Linked DNA regions of Mus musculus: all the other regions are linked to region 1. Evidence: chromatin contacts called from public Hi-C and HiChIP or PLAC-seq data. All regions are on one chromosome and are shown on one strand. Each heading gives the region's core, a stretch centred on a gene start, on an enhancer-like site or on the middle of the called end of the contact. The rest is flanking DNA. Distances are from core to core; before and after follow the strand shown.

Evidence for each region. A called contact is a pair of places that touch in the nucleus more often than the background predicts. HiChIP or PLAC-seq counts read pairs in DNA pulled down with a chosen protein or histone mark.
Region 2: a contact with region 1 is called in a Hi-C map of bone marrow-derived macrophages, with 16 read pairs. The contact joins two enhancer-like sites. A contact is called at or near these places in 1 of 484 Hi-C or Micro-C datasets (bone marrow-derived macrophages) and 2 of 115 datasets of contacts at active chromatin or transcription factors (bone marrow-derived macrophages and pancreatic cancer cells).
Region 3: a Hi-C map of bone marrow-derived macrophages shows a contact between it and region 1, with 11 read pairs. The contact joins two enhancer-like sites. A contact is called at or near these places in 1 of 39 promoter capture datasets (the C10 cell line), 3 of 484 Hi-C or Micro-C datasets (bone marrow-derived macrophages and liver), 1 of 115 datasets of contacts at active chromatin or transcription factors (liver) and 1 of 9 other capture datasets (embryonic stem cells).
Region 4: an H3K27ac HiChIP or PLAC-seq map of microglia shows a contact between it and region 1, with 6 times the contacts expected there. The contact joins two enhancer-like sites. A contact is called at or near these places in 1 of 15 datasets of contacts at CTCF or cohesin (the NIH/3T3 cell line), 1 of 484 Hi-C or Micro-C datasets (bone marrow-derived macrophages) and 3 of 115 datasets of contacts at active chromatin or transcription factors (bone marrow-derived dendritic cells, microglia and neural progenitor cells).

Annotation. Positions count from the first base shown.
Region 1 is chr10:96,907,462-96,912,043 of GRCm38.p6, forward strand. The region is part of intron 1 of Gm46240; the gene reads left to right. Among named protein-coding and RNA genes, the nearest start is that of Gm46240, 8.4 kb to the left of the region's middle. Within about 2 kb of position 2,425, at least 12 of the 459 cell types and tissues checked have an H3K27ac peak or open chromatin away from gene starts, as enhancers often do. A contact at or near this core is called in bone marrow-derived dendritic cells, bone marrow-derived macrophages and microglia, where this site is marked.
Region 2 is chr10:96,186,005-96,190,586 of GRCm38.p6, forward strand. No RefSeq gene overlaps it. Among named protein-coding and RNA genes, the nearest start is that of Gm40746, 7.4 kb to the left of the region's middle. Within about 2 kb of position 2,322, at least 84 of the 459 cell types and tissues checked have an H3K27ac peak or open chromatin away from gene starts, as enhancers often do. A contact at or near this core is called in bone marrow-derived macrophages, where this site is marked.
Region 3 is chr10:96,237,154-96,241,735 of GRCm38.p6, forward strand. All of the region lies in intron 1 of 4930459C07Rik (RIKEN cDNA 4930459C07 gene), which reads left to right. All of the region lies in intron 2 of Gm40747 (a long non-coding RNA gene), which reads right to left. Among named protein-coding and RNA genes, the nearest start is that of 4930459C07Rik, 13 kb to the left of the region's middle. Within about 2 kb of position 1,983, at least 78 of the 459 cell types and tissues checked have an H3K27ac peak or open chromatin away from gene starts, as enhancers often do. A contact at or near this core is called in bone marrow-derived macrophages, where this site is marked.
Region 4 is chr10:96,335,710-96,340,291 of GRCm38.p6, forward strand. All of the region lies in intron 2 of Gm33782 (a long non-coding RNA gene), which reads left to right. Among named protein-coding and RNA genes, the nearest start is that of Gm33782, 29 kb to the left of the region's middle. Within about 2 kb of position 2,517, at least 107 of the 459 cell types and tissues checked have an H3K27ac peak or open chromatin away from gene starts, as enhancers often do. A contact at or near this core is called in bone marrow-derived dendritic cells, bone marrow-derived macrophages and microglia, where this site is marked.

The DNA of each region.
Region 1 (4,582 bases), core at 1,175-3,674:
CTCATTTGGAATATGGTATAAAGTGATCATGTAGGATTCTCATAAGACAGGCCTGTACTCAGCACATATGCACACCACAGAAGGCTACTAGGAACAATTTACAATTCTCCTTACCACATACCGAAACACCAGATTTACAGGTACCTTGTAGATGGAAAACATGCAGACATCACACATTATTTTCATAATGGGTATTTATTTTTAATTAGGTTTAGATACAAAATGAATATACTAATAAAGTAAATACAAGCTGAGTTGCCTCTTATATTTTGTGCTTAGTAATTTGTAATTTTAATTTTTAGAATATAGATGTCTCCCCTGTAACAATCATTATAAAATTGGTTTCTTACTGTTGGATTTTTTTCTTGAATTATATTTTTACTTACTCATTTGTTTTTATTTTACCTCCACACTTCAGTGGTAATGCTCCAGTATCTCCACTGAAAACAAGTTCAATGAATTTATGTTTTGAATCCATGTTCATCTGAAAATATGTGTGCTTTTACAGTTTTAAATACCATGAACGGATGTCGAATTCTAAGTTGAAAGTGAGTTTTCCTTGAAAGTTTGACAATGTCATAGTCTCTCTTTAAGGCTCATGTAAATGATGTCATCAGTAATTAGAGGTAAAGTTGGTAAGGCTGAATGACAAGGAAACCATGGAAGCAAGAGGAAAGTTCATACAAGACAGGTCGCCTAAAGTATGTGCTATGAGAACAGGCGGAAGGGCACCTCTGGTTAGAAAAATTGAATACTGCCGAGAAATCTAACATGCCTCACAACCAGTCCTTATCTTCAGCACCAGGTTGGCCATTCTGACTGGACAATTGAGAGTCATCAGAGTGGAAGAGGGTAAGAATTCGTAAAAGGGTAGGCTTGAAAAACTTTTGAGTCATTTGTCTGAGAATATGCAAGGGAAAAGATGACATATCCCCTTGTTTTAAAAGGTTACTAGAATCACTAGATTTGTTAAATGCTAATTTTAAAAAATCTAGTAAGGAAAAGAGACAACTGAATCATAAATGAGCAAACTAAAACAACTCATTAAGGTATTGTGTGTGCAGTGCAGAGAGAGGGACTAGTGAATAGGAGGAATAGGACATTAATTCTATAGTTTCATTAACAAAAACAACAGGATAGATATGGATGAACAGGCTGCAGCTTCTGTTGGGAGAAAAAGAAAGAGCTTATTGACCAGGTATCTTGTAGAATGTAAAATTTGAATCTTTTTGGAGAGATATGGTTAGATGTCTAAATGGCACTGAGAGACCCACTGAAATTAGTAAGCTTAAGTTTTCAATTATCTCAATTATTCTGGTTATACAACTTCCCCCTAAAATCTTCCCCCTAGAATCTTTCAAGGTTCTGACCTGGTTATCTTCATCCGAATTTCGTGAAAGCTATTCTCTGTACCCCAGATGAGGTTGGATGATTCAGATTTCTTCCTATGAGGCCTGCCATTTGACTTTCTACTATGTCCTTGATTTTTTCTTTGTCTTCAAAGCATGAAAGAGCATCTTGCCATGACATGGACAGCTCTGGATGGTCAGGCTTCTTTGACCCAGCCCATGTCACTTCTCTCTGTTTACATTAGTCCAAATGTCAACAACAACAAGCTACATGTGGGTTAACTACCATCCTGACAGTGCAAGGTACTTTCTTTACAGTTAGCAACCAGTGGCCTTGGTTGGAGAGCCTGAGAAGCAGCACATCTTAATGACATAGACAATGTTTAAACCTACATCATCAATTACAGACACCACACTTATTCTATTATCATTATTATTATTGTTGTTGTTTTGTTGTTGTTGTTGTTGTTACATTTATTTTTTCACTACATTGATTCTTTTTTATAGGTCCTCAGGGCTAGAGAACTGAACTTTAGTGTTTCAGGGCTTCTGTGAAATGCAATTATGAACACAATGCAGTAGTTGTGACTGACCAAGTTTGAACGTACTGGCAGTTCTGTTAGAAGCATGAAAAAGAATTTGCAAGTTTGTTCTGGATACGCCAACATTTACATAGCAGTCTAACAAAGGCTGGGGAAGAAAACCAAACTGAACGGAAACCTAGAGGGTCTGACATCGATGAGTTCCAATGTGTCATGTTGTTTCATAGGTAGAGTTAAACATTCTCAATTTGTGTGTCTGTGTGTTTGTGTGAGTGTGTGTGTAAGAGAGAGAGAGACAGAGAGAGGGGGAGAGATAGGCAGAGAGATACACAGAGAGAGAGAGAGATACAGAGACACAGAGGCACAGGGACAGAATCAGATGGGCCAAATGCAACCCCCAGTCACATCAAATAGCAATTTGGAATCATCTATTATCCTTGGAAATAAAAATGTCCTTGATGATGTTTGCAAGATTCCTTCTGGTGGAGTCAGAGGACAAAAACCAGATCACAGCAGGGTGAGCTTCAGAGTGCTTATTAAGCAAGCAGAGCTAACAAATATGTTGGGAATCTTGCAGAAGCTTGACAGTAAAGAGGTGAATGGAGAGGAGAGACTGTGGGTCACAGAGAAGGACATACTCCTTAAGTCTGGAAAGGTATATCCATCCATATGCACTTAAGTATGCATATACTTGTTAGGAGTGATCTTTGAGACAGAGAAACGGGGAGGTTTATAGGAAGACAAAGAAAGGGGAAGAAGGCAAGAAAAGGAACAGAAAGAGGAACAAATGAGACAAGGTCTCTAAAGGGAAATTCAGTGGATGGAGGAGAAAGAGAGAGAGGAAGAGAGAGAGAGAGAGAGAGAGAGAGACAGAGACAGAGACAGAGAGACAGGCAGAGAGACAGAGACAGACAGAGACAAAGACACAGATACACACACACAGAGACAGATAGACTCATACACACACACACTGAAAAATAACAAAAATAAATTATAAAAGATAATAAATAAATCCTCCAGAAGGATGCAAGTAAGTACAACACACTATAAGAATACAGAGACCAAGAAGGAACTCTTTTGTGCTCTCCCATTTTTGTGTGTATATGTACATGTGCACATGTGTGCATAGAGGTCAGAGGTCAACATTAGGTGTCTTCCTCAATTATGGTCCACCTTACTTAATCATTATTTATTTTTCCATTTGGTTATTTATTTATTTATTTATTTTATTTATTTATTTTTGAGACAGGGTTTCTCTGTATAGCCCTGGCTGTCCTGGAACTCACTTTGTAGACCAGGCTGGCCTCAAATTCAAAAATCTGCCTGCCTCTGCTTCTCAAGTGCTGAGATTAAAGGTGTGTGCCACTACCACCCAACTGGTTATTTAGTTTTGAGGCAGGGTTTCTGTGGTATCTAGTGCTCACTGATTCTATTAGACTAGGTGTACATTAAGCCCCGGGGGATCCTATTTCCACTTCCCCAAGTACTTTAGCAACTGAGTCATCTCACCACTGTTGGACCAGAAAATTCCATTCACCAGGAGTGGTGAAGATATCACAACCAGCACAGCTTGAGTCCTGAAACCATGATTTAGCGTTGGTGAAGGAATGAAGAATGGATAGCCACACCGAGACATATACAGAAAGACTGAGGTCCCTTGGAGTGTATGCATTTGGTCTGAATGGGACTTACTACTGCTATGAACTCAGAACCTCGGTATATTTTGAGTGCAGCAAAGGGGTATGAGTTGGGGCTTAGTCTTGGTAGGAAGTTTCTGTAGGTAAGCTGTTTCAGACTGTAAATATGCTGGAGGAGGAGGGGGCTGTAGTTGCTAGTTTATGTATCTACTGATCTATAAACACTTGAACTTGAACACCCAGGGAAAGTTTTGGTGTGCCTTTAAGCCTAGCCCATATGGGGAATGGTTTGACTAAATCTCTATGGATCCAATGCTTCAAGTCCTTGCCCATGGGCAAGTGTACATAATTGCTCAGGGTGGCTCTGCTCCTTACAGTGAGGGCAGAGGCATTAAGTCAGGGATTTACAGAGCAGGCTCTGAAGGAGCAGGGGACAGGAAATATTGAGGAACCCAAGGGAATGGTTCACCAGTTAGTGTCAGCTGGGCTCAGAGACCTCAAATCTGAATAATTCTGTCTGTAGGGTTTTATGACAGCCGCTGTCAACATCAAGACTTCTGTCTGTATGGTATAGACATTTACATGAGACATTGTTCTTTTTAATTCTGGGGATATACAGCTATATCATCTCCTAGGATACCACCATTTTCAAATCTATAATAAATGCTACTTTTGATTTCTCCAAGGATGCAGCTCAGAGGATTTATCATGGGTGCCTCTTATGAAATAATCATGAAATATGCTATCTAAGAAATCTTGCAAATTGCACCAGCTAAACAGATGGCACAGCTCTGCAATATAAGCAGCAATGCCCTCACCAGCTGTTAGGTTTGTTTGCAAAATTTAAATCACTATACAATGGATGCTGGCGGTGATGACAAATGGGTATCAAAATCCTACAAGTTCTATGTAATGAGATATGCCACATTTAGGAGAGATTGGAGTAAAAAGTGGCTCATTATTATATTTTGTGTGCTGTAGAGACTCGTGGAAAATATAATAACACATTTATGTGGAGTATGCTTCAAAGAATGGAAAAATAAACCTATCTATA
Region 2 (4,582 bases), core at 1,072-3,571, 720 kb before region 1:
AATTCCCAAGATTCTCAAGGTAACATCGTGTCCATAGTATCTCTGGGTGTCTTGGCTCTGACCAGTACTTTGACAGAGATCCATCCTCTAGAGGGTCAAACCTGCTGGAAAGCCTAGGGATAGAGGAAGGATACTGTGGCTCAGGTGATTGAAAGCTATTGGCTAGAGAATACATGTGGTGGAGAGAGAGGCAGGAGCTTGGACCAGTATTAGAAGAGTGAACACAGGGGCTGGAGGATAAACCAGGAGTCATCTAGAAAGTCACAGGAACATGGCTGAGTTCTGTGTGGAACTCTATTGGCCATCTGTGTCCAAGCTCTTCAAAACACCCAGCTATCCTTCACGTTGGGAGTGGACTCCAGAGAACCCGGGTGGGTTGGAGAAGCTGCCTGCCTCTCCATCTTTTGATTTAAAAACCAAAACAACAAAAAACTCCCACAGTTGTTATGGGCAACCCCTAGTGCTGTTTGTATTTTAATGCTAATTGCGCTTTCCCAAGAGTTACTACCTGGGAGGAGGAGGGAATCACTAAGCAGGTGACTTCAGAAGAATCTTCCCCTAATGAATAAAGATTTCAGGGGACCAATCACTGGGCGAGGAGTAGGCGGGACTTCTGAGTTGGAAAGCCGAAGCCTGGCTGGTGGGTTGGCTCATGGGGCAAAAAAGTAGGTGAAGGAGGACACGGTTTAGGTGGCGGATACATTGGGATCCTTTGCCAGAGGATTTAACATAGAATGGCTTACAAATTAGGATGCTAGTTGTTACTCCAGCGATTGAGTTACCCGGTAATTCTAAACCAAGATTGTTTGGTGTTTTCCTTTATGCAGCGACTCAGCAAGGTTCCAGAGAGAAAGGTACCATGGCAAAGCATGGGTTTGCAAGAAGTGCACCCCAAAAAGCCGTGGGAATTTGGAATCATGGGCTGGCGTGGCAATGACCCACCATGGGAATTTAGTAAGCCAGGTGGAGAGATTTCAGAGCTTCAGATTAGAGAGTCTGCTGAGATGAGAACAGGCCAGTCTTCCCACTAGTGCCCTGCCAGCATAGCGTGGATTGCTTTTTTAATATTTCACACAACACACATTTTCAGAGGGTGGAAGGGAAAACACACAGAGCTATGTTTACAGTGAGCTCACAAAAAATGTCATGGGAAATAGGAAAATTTTAAAACAAGAAAATGTAACACTTTGAATGTATTTTCTGTTGGGACTGACTGAACAGGTCAGACAGTTCACACCATGGGGTGCTGGGTTTTTGTAATAACTCAGGCAATCTGGGAAGGTATTGTGACTCTTTAATAAATGCCCAGAGTGGAGGTCTCTACCGGGCCAGGGCCTTGTAGATCTGTACACACCAAGGTGCACATACCCTTGGAAATGGGGACAAAGAGCCACTACTGTGCTCTGCAAATAGGCCTTATAGGTCAGTCAACAACAAGCAATCCTGTAATTGCTCTGGCCATATATCAGGTGGCAGGGTAAAGGAAAAACGTGTGAAGCAAACACTGAGATGCTCAGTGTTGTCAGGAGGCCCGCACCGTTCTTCTACATTCAGCTACCACAAAAGCCTGGACTTAGCTCCCACTGCCTCTCTCTTCCGTTTCCTTTGTGGCCATTTTGATAAGGGGTGTGTGTGTGTGTGTGTGTGTGTGTGTGTGTGTGTGTGTGTGTGTTTTCTTGTGTAGGCACCAGAGCATGTGTAAGGGGTCCATCTTCGTTTTTCACAGCTGGAGGTTGGGTCTCTGTCTGCCAATATATGTTGCTAGGGTATCTGGTATGCAAGCTTTTGGGAGGGCAGGATTTTCCTTGCTCTGACTCTCATCTTGCTGTGGGGATATTGGGATTATAGACCGTGGTGGTCAGATTTACCTGCATTCTAAGGGTTTGGATTTGAGTGCCTTACCCATTGATCCACCTTGCCAGCCCCACTGGTATTTTTAATGCTCCTTCCCAACTCAGCAATACAAGGTACAACATGTTTCCTAACTCCCTTCACCACAATAGGTAATCAGTTCATCTGGGAAAGACTGCTGTAATTGAGTTTTCTATTCCCCTCGCCCCCAACTTCTCTACTTTGTCACCCTTCTGTTTGGCTTAGCTGCTCTCTGCCTGGGTACTGCATCCAATCCTGTCTTCTTCTTCTCCATCCCCAATGAGACTCTTCCCTCTGTGTAGACGATGCTCAGTTCCCTTCCTGTGTAAAGTACTTGCTTTTTCTTGAAATCTTGGCTTTGTTTCTCAGAACACCATCTCAAAGTGTCCAGCCCCCTTTACTGTTAGTTTTGTTTGGAGTGCACGTCCTATCCCTGTCCAGTCCCCACCATGACTCATTGATTTCCTGCCATTCTTTCAACATCACATACGGACGGCGGCTGGAGGACAGAGAGATGTTTACTTTGGAGAAGCTAAAGCTCACTTTTGCCAGCAATTGGAGTCAAAATCCTGGAAGGGCCCACACAGGGAAAAAAAAAATCAATTGTCTTTAAGCCCAAAGTGGAGAATTATGACAGATAAGTCAAAGCTGCAATAGAGAATAGAGCAACGTTTGGACGTGTTTTATTACCTCCAGACGTACGCAGAGATGTAGTAGGAGGCTCTTCTTTCCGAGACAGTCAGACTTAGACTGGGTGTTGAACGTGGCTGTATGCAGGTGGCTATAGTTTGCTATAGGTTGCTGCACACTACAACGAAGTGTTTGCTATAGGTTGCTGCAGACTACAACAAAGTATTTGTTATTAGTCTCTTAGACCAATGGGTGCTTCTAGATCCTGAAATTTTGTTGTCATTGAGTCATTTTCAAGTTTACTCTGATTAGACAATGCTTGTGACATACATCACTGCTGCGCTTATACTCTGTTTATTTTACTTTATGTATATACAGATATAATCATGGTTGTTCTGAGAAAATTTTGAGCAAAATAAAATATGCAAGTGACTCAGCCTTATTCTCTCTTCCTCTTTCTTTGAGTCTTGCAAAAATTGTCCAGTGAATTTTGGCTTACAATTAGGATAGAATTTCCAACAATTTCTAAATGCTCCTAAGCACACTTCTGACAGTTTGTACTACCTATTTATGCCAAATGGCACTCTTAACATTGATGGCTATATAAATATAAATTTATTTCTCAGAACACCGTCTCTAAGTGTCCAGTCCCCTTTACTGTTAGCTTTGTTTGGAGCAAATGTTCAATCCCTGTCCAGTCCCCAATCAAAATATTGATCTACTTTGAAAAACTGAAAGTGCTCTATGTTCTGAATGTAAAATAGTCAGAAGATTTAATTTTTTATGCAAAAGAAACAAGCACATCTCTCATTGGTATGCAAATAGACTTTTGTCTTTAGTAAATGATAGATTGTACGCATACAAAGTTTTTAAAAATTAATCTCAATATGATTTATTAGTAGTGTTTCATTTGTATACTTATTTTATATGCTTCTCCATCTGATGTTCCATCAAAATCTCTCTGGTAAAAAGGAGTCACAAGCGGAGAATCCCTGCCTTAGGGGCTGAAGTGATGTCTTAGCAGTTAGGAGCACTTGGTGCAGAGGACCCAGGTTTGATTCCCAGCACCCATATCAGTCAACTCACAGTCTTCAAGTCAGTAATCATTAAAGAGCAAGGTCACGTACCATCACTTTGTGTATTCTCTCTTAGCTGAGGCCACCAGGTCTCGGGGGGCCAGTACTAGCATTCAATACATAGAAAAAGATAAAACCTCAGTAGATGGCAATTAAAGTTTGCGCCCAAAGCTCTGACAGGTCTTTGCTGACCTGTGTACTGTCAGAATTGGGCCTAAAACATGCCACCGCTGTTTTCAAACAAGACACATTTATTTAATATCCCAAGTCTTTGAATTTGTTTCCAACTTAGCATCTGGTCTAAGATGGCTTCAATTCATCTATACTTTTAAATTTTTGCTTTTATTTTTTAAACAAAAGAACTTGATGGAGACAATGGAGGAAGGACACTAAACCTAATATATTTATACAATACATATATATTTTACAGAAGGGAACTTACTCCATCACTACTGAACTTCACAAAGCTCCACAAAGGATAACACAAGAAGCCCCGTTTGTTATTACCAATAGAGGGGAGATGAAATGTCTTGACTACGACTCATTTACATTCAAAAGAACCTCGTTAGCTGGGCAGCAGGACCAAGAAGACTGGGAATCAATTTCAAAGGGCAGAAGAGTTTGTCCACAAACCAGTCCCTGTAGTTAAGGAGTGCTGGGATTGCCCTAGGGCTCCAGGGTAGCCTTGATTTAAGAATGCGTTCTTCTCCTTCCTTTAAAAGAAAAGTTGAGACCAACTCTTTGTGTCCCAGCAGGAGAAAAGAATAAAACTTGACCTTCTTTTGTTCCAACAATAGTCTGAAAAACTGCCTGATAGCACTGGGCCAAAAGTGTTATCCATCAGTTGTCAATTCAGCTTCCTGGACACAGCGCTGCAGTCGCCCTGTGTTACTATGTTGCTGTGTGGCATCTTTTCTGCTCTGGTTTTGGAATTTAAAGAGGGAAACAAAATGACCATGAAAAAAATGTAAGTTGGATGCTATTCATCTCCTTATTTATAAATA
Region 3 (4,582 bases), core at 733-3,232, 670 kb before region 1:
ATAATGAACAATGAGTCAGAGTGGAACCATTCAAAGAAACCCACAAAACATTTCTTCGAGAAAAGATTTGCGGGTAAGGAAAATGATGCTCAGATGTCTAATACGCCCTGCTTGTGGTCATGTAGAGTAGGTTATCCTCATGAAAACTGGAGAGGTACTTGTGCTTTGCACTAATCCTCCTTGTTTATTCATGGAAGTATTAATTGCCTTATTTCTTATTTCCCCCAAGTAAGGGCAAAAGGTAGCTCCCGATACTGGGTCCAGGAAGAATAAAGCTAAGTAAGATTATACACTGGCCATTTCTTATGTAAAGTGCTGCCCTTCATAGAGAGACCTTAGGAATTGTTCTCTTCCTGGGACAGCCAGTGAGTGTTAACTGCTGGAAGCATCTCTCAGCAGTCTACGTAGACAGCTTATTATTTTGAGGGCTGTGAAATGCCATTTAGGTATGGATTGATGTTCTTTTGTTGTTGATCCTCAATCTTCTGAAACAGGAGACCTCAAGGGGTCTATTTTCATGAAATGCCCACCAAAATTTTGCCTCAGTCTGAGCCAACTAGTGGATCACTGATTGCCAGTGCCCAGATGATGACTACCGCCGTGTTTCTCAACCTTGCCATGAGGATAGCACTCTGTGATCTGTGACAATGAGTAGTGAAGTCATTCTTAGGGGCTTCTGGGACAGCTTTCTTTGTGCTCATCCACTGAGTTGATGGTTGGTGACTTGAGGACATGATGCATGAATCACAACCTCTGCCCTGATGTCTAAGGTACTACCGTCTGACTTCCAAGACAACTGTGATGAGTCAGATCTCGCCTCTTAGTAGTTAGTTACTTGTGCTGTTTGGAGGGTCTCAGATAAGCCCTTGGGAAGTTTGTCAGCTGGTCTGGTTGACTAGCAGGATTTTGTTTCCCATAATCGGGTGGCCATTTAATAACCTTCTTTGCCTTTGGGTTCCCAAGTTAATAGAGCTCTGAAAAATATAATCCCTTCTAATTAAGTTTTACCACATGGTTTAATGCTATAAAGACTTTTACCAGGGGGCTTAGGTCATACTACAAATGCCCCTCTTCCCACTCATGTGGGGGGACGTCTCTGCTTGCTTTGAAACTGAAGTGTTCCCAGATAGTATAACCTTCCTTCAGTTCTTACACGTAGGCTTCCTTATGGGCTTTGATTCTAAAAGAGTAGTTAGACAGTGCTCCTCAGACTGGACTGGGGCTGAGGGTTCTGAAGGCATCCTGCCCCCCCATGAATGCTAAGCAGTCCCGGTGACCACAATGTGGTTGACATTGTCCCAGTGAATGACAGGGCTTGAGAGATGGGGAAACCACACAGCCGTAAGAACTGGCAAGCTTCCACACTTACTGTGTGCCAGAAGAGGAGCCCAGTGGTTTACATGTGCTCTATTATCTGATTTTTCATCATAGTCCAAGAAATGCTTCTATATTCCCACTTTGCAGATGCGACTGTTGAGGCTCTGAAAGGCCAAATTATTTGCCTAAAGCCGTATACACAGTGACAGACTTATGTCACTTGTGTAATTTGGATCCATGGGCTGTTGAATTCTGGAACCTATACTTTAACTGTTATACTGGCTTAGTTCTGTGCAGATACTGCCAGCATCAAGAACAAACTGTATCTAGATATAAATAACACATAAATATGAGCAGGCCTGGTTCATGGACATATTCCTTTAGAGCTCTAAGGAACAAGTTAGCTTTGTGACTTTGACAGAAAACAGAAGGTAGGTTGTGAAGTTTCTTGGGTAATTCTAGGTACTTGGACACCTGTTCAGCTATTCTGGGATTCTGTGGTGGGGGTAAGGGGATACAGGGAGGGTGAGGTCATTATTGCAAAAACCATTTCCTGAAAGCTTGACTTCAGGAAATGCAGGAGCATTAAAAATACCCATTGTGTGGGAGCCGTGGCCAGATCATGACTCACATTTAACAATTGTGTCCATAGGTCACAAAGGATTTGAGGAACATAGGAGATATTCATACTAAACTCTGTCTGTGGGTGGTTCATTATGAAGCGTTCAGTAGGTTGCGAATCATGTTACCATTTCAAGAGTGACATTTACAAGTTTTCCTGGAAACTGTGAGGCCAGACTTCTTCATTCATACATTGATTTGCAATTAGTTGTCCACCTACTAAGTACAAGGAACTGCATTAGTTCCCTTAGGATATTAGAAAAAGAACTAAGTTGCGTTCTTGACCTTTGCGGTGTGTAGGAAGCACCTGCAGGAAAATGGCCTTCTTTGTAAATTTGCCCACATCTTTGCTTTCACAAAAGGAAGGCCAACTCTTAAAGGAAGATGCTTCAGTTCATTTCCACCACAAAGAAAGGGCTCTAAGTAAATCTGCCAACTCTCAGAACTTATTCCCAGCAATCCCTGGGAGAGGCTTGGCTTGGGCTTGGTAGGTACTTTTTCTGTCATTGTAAGAATGAGACCAGGTGAAGGGAACAGAAATTATTAATTGAATGATCCTGTGCATTTTTTTTAAAATTGGCACTGAGAATGTTTTTGTTTATTATTTCTAATTTATATTTTATTCAAAGTTATATATTCTAAATAAGATATATACATATGCATTACAAAAGGCAGTAATAATCTTCTCCTAGGAAGCTACCCCAAACCCAAGGTTCAGAATAGCATCAATACTTTGCATTTCCCTATGCCTTCTTTCTCTGTCCTAGCATCCCATCTCTCCCCTTTGGAGGAAGCCATTGTCTTGAAACTATGCTTACAAGATAGAGAATGGAGGTCTCAACTCCTCCAGTCTGTTCACGATGAGGCAAAGCTGAAGGAGAAGTAGCTCAGTACTCAGGGTTCATTTCACCATGGCAGAAAGACTCATATTGGTGGCTGTGTTTATTTCCATACAGGCTCCTACTGGTTACATGGAGACATAGTGTCTGGCAAAGGAGTGGATCATCTGAAGACCTTGGTATTAGAAGTGAGTCCAGGACCAATCCTAATGAATGACTCTGTAGGAACCAGGCAGATATGAAGGCTAGGGTGATGGCTCAGTCAGGAAGAGCTCTTTCTGTGAAAGTATGAAAACTGGACTTAAACCCTAGAATCCATATAAAATAGTAGATGCAGTCACATGTGCACCTATAATCCCAAGTGTCTGGGAGGACAGAAAACAAGAGGGTCACTGGGGCTTGCTGGCCACCAGCCTGGTAAATAAGGCAGAGGACAACAAAACAGGGTGCTTGATGCCTTCCTCTGGCCTCCATTGAGATACACCTCCCTGGGAATGAGAATGCTTGTGCTCACTCACCACACACACACACACACACACACAGAATCACAGGATATTTTATAAAAAGTAATAAGAAACTATTTAGTATATATTATTTAATATTCTAATTTTTTATTGTTTTGAAAAATTCAACTAAATACCACAAGTTAATAACTGGTGATCAAAATAAACTTCAGAAGGCTGAAATATTAGCTCACTAGAAACACGGAGGAAAACATGTTATTATCAACTCTTCGGAGAGGCCATGATCTTTTTTTTTTTTAAACTTTGAAATGACAGAGGAAACCACAAGGAGAAATGATTGACACTTGCAGTTACGTAAGAAAATGGTAAATATACAACCAGCAATATAACTTAGGCCAGCAGATGGAAGCGACTTTTATCTAACATGACACCCAAGCTCTCATCTGTGGGGGAACCTCCCAGGAAGCTGAGTACAGTGGCAAACTCTTTCCAATGTGTTGGATGCAGAAGGAATAGAGAAAGATGGGCTCCAGGTGGGAACAAGACATCTGTTCACACTATGCATGAGGAGAAGGTTGTGGGCCTGATACCCAGCTATGTCTCCTGACTCTTTGGGAACTGGGGAATTGGAATGGTTCTAGGACAAAGGAGATTGTTGCGATCTAGATCTTTGTCTATTGAGGTGGGGTCACTAGAATGTAGGAGCTACAAAAGCACTCAGATATAGCATTTGGGAAGAATTAGGAAACATTTCTCAAGACTCTGACAAGGAAATGAGCTGTTTCTGCTGGGTAGGGAGAGACAGTGCCTCCCAGAGATTTTATGGCAGATAAGGACATACTGCAAGGAAGTAGTATTAGTAGTAGACAGACTGTCTTTTTGCTTTAAGAATCCACAGGGTAGTGGGTTCATAGGACAGTGAAACAGGACTCAAAAAGCCACACAGGAACTCAAAGGGAATAGAAGCCAAGGCCTTTCATGGATCTCCCATTGCATGCTTATTTAATATGTGGGGAAAATGATGTAAATCAATTCAATCAGCTGCAATGACAAGCAGCAAGGAAAAATAGAATAGTAATTTCCTAGCAGTAGCCAACAACATGCAGTTGAAAGACATCCCATTGCTGGAGGATGCATGTCCCTGACAGTGGGCTCTGAGAGTATAAAGCTTTGAGTTAATTTCAGGTGGCACTCTCTTTGCTTCTTGCTTGCATTTCAATATGTGAGCATTGAACCATCTTCCTGATATCATGCCTAGTTCTTGATGCTATAACTTTCTGCTGAGATGGTCTCTTATCTCTTTAGTATCATAAACCAAACAAGCTCTTTCTTCTGTAAATG
Region 4 (4,582 bases), core at 1,267-3,766, 570 kb before region 1:
AATTGAAAGTGTACCTTCAAAGAAAAGTCCGTATTGAAACCCATAGAAACCCAAGACCCATCCAGGAGTGGCAGCAGTCACATAAACCAAAGCAACACCAAAGGTGCTTGATGTTTGGAAAGGTGGGGCTGGGGCTGGGGCTGGGGCTGGGGCTAAGTACCTCCCTGCTTGGCTTCTTCAGTGCTCAAGCCCCTTCCCGTGAATAAATTCTATTTTATCTGTAACAATTCTGACCCCCGTGTTTTCCCTTGCCGATGAGGACAGCATGGTACAAGTAACAAAATACTCTGAACAATGAAAAACCAGTATTTGGCTCAACACCATCAGCACGTACCGATGACAAGCCTGTGTAGAGCCAAGCTCCTTCTCCGCCATCAGCTGAGAATTTTACTTGAGTGAGAAAACACACTCTGTGGCTCAGGCAAGCATGAGGAAAAGAATCACTCACGGGAACAGTTTCCTCTCTTCAATGTCTGAAACCAAAGGAGTGCCGGCAAAAAATTTTAGTAAAAAGGAGATAGTTCTTATGAAGGTAAGCTGTGATGGAAGTCAAATCTGCCCCCTAAATACTTAGTTCTTTAGATGTGTATAAGATGGACCATATCACTTCCTGGGTACCAATTCCTCTAGGACTGCTGTTCACTAGAGACATGAAGTCCACATGCTCCAGCTCTCTAAACCTGACCCAGCATCTCAGGATGTTCTATAAACTCACCCCAGGCCTTCCTGCTTAGGATATGTTTCCCACACCCTCACTGAGAAAGCCATCTGTTAAGATTCGGCTCATAGATCATCTTTCCTTGGATCCCTGAATACTGTACTGGCTGGTGTTATGTGTCACCCTGACACAAGTTAGAGTCATCAGAGATGTAAGTGCCTCGGTTGATGAAATGCCTCCATGAGAACCAGCTATAAGGCATTTTTTTTTTCAATTAGTGATCAATGAGGGAGGGCCTAGCGCATTGTGGGTGTGTCATCCATGGGTTGGTGGTCTTGGATTCTATAAGAAAGCAGGCTGAGCACCAGGCGTGGTGGCACAGGCCTTTAATCCCAACACTTGGAAGGCAGAGGCAGGCAGATTTCTAAGTTCGAGGTCAGCCTGGTCTACAAAGTGAGTTCCAGGACAGCCAGGGCTACGGAGAAACCCTGTCTCCGTAAAAAAAAAAAAAAAAGAAAGAAAGAAAAGAAAAGAAAGAAAGCCAGGGAAAGAAAGCCAGTGAGCAGTACCTTTTCATTGCTTCTGTATCAGCTCCTGCCTCCAGGTTCCAGACATTGCTTGAGTTCTTATCTTGGCTTCCTCCAGTGATGGACAATGATCTAGAATTATAAGCTGAATATCACCCCCCCCCCCCCGCAAACCCAACTGCTTTTTGGTCTTGGTGTTTCATTGCAGCAATAGAAACCCCAAGACAGATACTTTATTAATCAGGATAGGAACCTCTTTAGGACCACAGAGAGTCCCTCTATCCATGGGATCATTAAACCCGGCTCAGAGATTTTTATTCCCTTTGTCTTAGTTGGAGTAGGTGTCTATGCTTAGAGTGCCTGATTGGCTCTACTGTGCAGCTAATGCTGAGAGCCACTGCTTACTGTAAACCTGACAGCATGGAGTTCCAAAAGCATTATGTTCCTCTTTCCTGAGATTGAGTTTCCTCGGAACTGGAATTACTTTGTGTAGATTTAAAATAACCAAGCACTAGAAGGCATTCAGTAAGGAGCTTATGAATAATGAATGAGTGACTGAATGAATAACACCTATACATCCTCACTCCCCACTCACCGATGTTTAAAAGCTCCGTTGTAGTCACAGAGTCATTCGGGGCTAGAAATTATGGAAAAATATCAGAATCCGTGCGGCTCTCTGGTGTTTGGAGAGAAGAATGAGTCAAAAAGAAACGTCTATGAAACCGAATAAATTATGGCCTTTAAGAAAAACTTGAGAAATTTTGAATTAATTAAGAGAATGTGCTGGGGGCAGGGGGTTGGGAGGAAATAGACGCATGAAATTTACCCCAGCAGGAACTTTGAAAAAAAGGCTAATCCTAACATATTCTGCAGCTGGAGGTGAGGGAGAAGGGAAAGGCTTTAAATGTGGGACATTGGCTCAAAGGGGATATGAAAGGTACCAGAGTCTGGAAGACACCTAGAATCCCCTTAAGACCTGTAGTCAGAGCCTGAAGGTCAGCTAGCCTGGAGGAGAACGGGCTGTGTGGGAGTCCAGCATGGGCATCTTGACACACAGCTGTGCTCTATCGGCTTTGGTGATTGTGATACGTGCTGAGTGATTCATGAATGTTTCCTACTTAGTAGCCTGGTGAAGTGGACTTCCTTCTCCCAAGTTTCACCCTCCAAGAGAGTTGAATGTGTGCTTTGAATCACCTGTGTTCGATGCTTGTGGATTGTAGTTCACTCAAACAAAGATTCCCATATTGTTCCTCTGCTATGACTGGTCAGCTTGTGGTGGTTGTGCCAGGAGCCTTGATGCCAAACACATCTAATCGGCTGACCTTTCCCCAGCCATGTACATAGTTCCTGTTTGTGGTGACTACAGTCATCTTTGCTGTGTGTATGACATACCAGGAATGAGTGGGCAATTGAGAAATTTCTTGAGTTCCTTGAACTTAGGGCTGTTTGTTTTAAGTTCAAATATTGACTCTTGTTTCCCAAAGGAACACTTCTAGTGTCGAGGAGGGTGTCGAGGAGGGTTCAACACCTTTTGTTTGTCTTCCTTACACATGATTGGGACAAATGGTAGAACCTTCTTAGACTGTTTCTATGGTCTGGTCTCCTGTGCACACACCTATGCAAAAAGCATACCATAAGGAATTTTATTTTCCTGTGTTTTTAGCCCTTTATCAAGAAGCCAGAACTTCAAAAGCAGCTCATGAACAGCCTATGCCAGGTGGAAACTTAACTATCTGACCTTCTGTAAATGTTATATCATTTCTGGCTTTCTGATGGGTTAAAAAAAAAAGTACAACCCTTCTCTCTCAGTCTGTGTCTTCTGATAGCAAGTCCAGACTAGCAGTTTCTGACTCACACAAGAGATGGTGACTGTGATGTTTATAACTGACCTTATTCAAGAATTCAGTTACGCAACCCTCACCTCATTTTCAAAAGAGAGACATGTGTCATGAGAAGGGCTCCAGAGGAGGTGAGAGGAGTCAGCTTGGCCTGACCTCAGCACACTTGATTATCCAAATTGGTCCTCTTTTGCCCTCCGTGAAAGTGAGCTAGATGCATGCCACATCTGCAATCAGACCTTGCCTTAAGTATTTCTGTGTAGTCCTAACCAGTTTATAAGCAAGTAAGATGGCTTGCCTGAATTTGTCAGAGATGCCCTGGTCATAGTGTCTCTACCCAGAAACAGAACACTAGCACAAAACACTATATAATGGTTGTGTCTCTCTGCACAGCAAGAAACCCATTCAAGAATTACCCTGAAGCCCAAGTGACATTACGGTCAAGGCAAATCCTCTTCTGGTCATGGACACCTGCATTGTGTAGTCTCCACCTGGTTCTAATCAACAACTTAGAAGGGACAATACTCTGTACATGGCATGGTATTGGTGCCCTCTACATTGTTAATATATCACTAGGACAAAATATGTATGATAAACAGGTTAAAACAGATTTATTTTGGACTCACAGTACAGGAGGATTCAGTCCAAAGTTACTCGGCTCCACTGTTCATGGGCCATGGTAAGAAAGAACACATGGCAAGAAGCGTGTATAGAAGTGAAGCTGTTCTCTTCATGGTTGACAGGAAGCAGAGAGATGAGAGGGGTTAGAGACAAGATGCCAAATCCCACAGACCCACCTCCTCCAGGTACACCCCACATCTTGAGTCTCCACCTCAAAGTGGTGTGTTTAGGTTATAACTCCATCAATCATCAAGCCATCAATGGAGTCAGAGTTCTTTTGATTCAATCACTTATAGAAGAGCACATCAAAGACAAATGGAGCCTTTATAGGAACATTCCAGAAAGATCTGTGTATATGTATATGTATGTGTATGTGTATTGTATGTGTGTGTATATATATATATATATATATATATATATATATATATATATGCATGTATTTTTCAGGTTTCACAGGAGAACTGGTCTTTCTGTCTTCTCTCTCTTTTACAGCTATAAGATTACTCTAATGACTGGCTTCCATCACCCAAATGTATCTGGTGCAATTTTCTTCTAACTCCTTCTCACCTTACCCATGGGAATCAGATCTTTGCTAATGCCTGTTAAGAAAGGGTGTCAACTTCCTGTTGGACATTGTTTTCTTTTCTAGTCTAAAGGCTTCCTGCGCATGACATCAGTCCATCATTATCTTGTGGTCTTTTCTTGGAAAGGAATTGCCTATTAGTATTGCATGATACCCCCACCCTAAACTGTACCCTGAGAACTGGGTAAGGGGAAGAATGCTTATTGGTTCAGGTTACTATAACAAAATGCCGTGGACTGGGTGGTTTAAAATCACACGTCCCTGTATATTATAGTTCTAGAGAAGCGTGCTAGCATGGCTGGTTTCTTGGCGAGAGCTCCCTGCCTAGTTTTGTCCTCACCTTTTCCCATAGGTA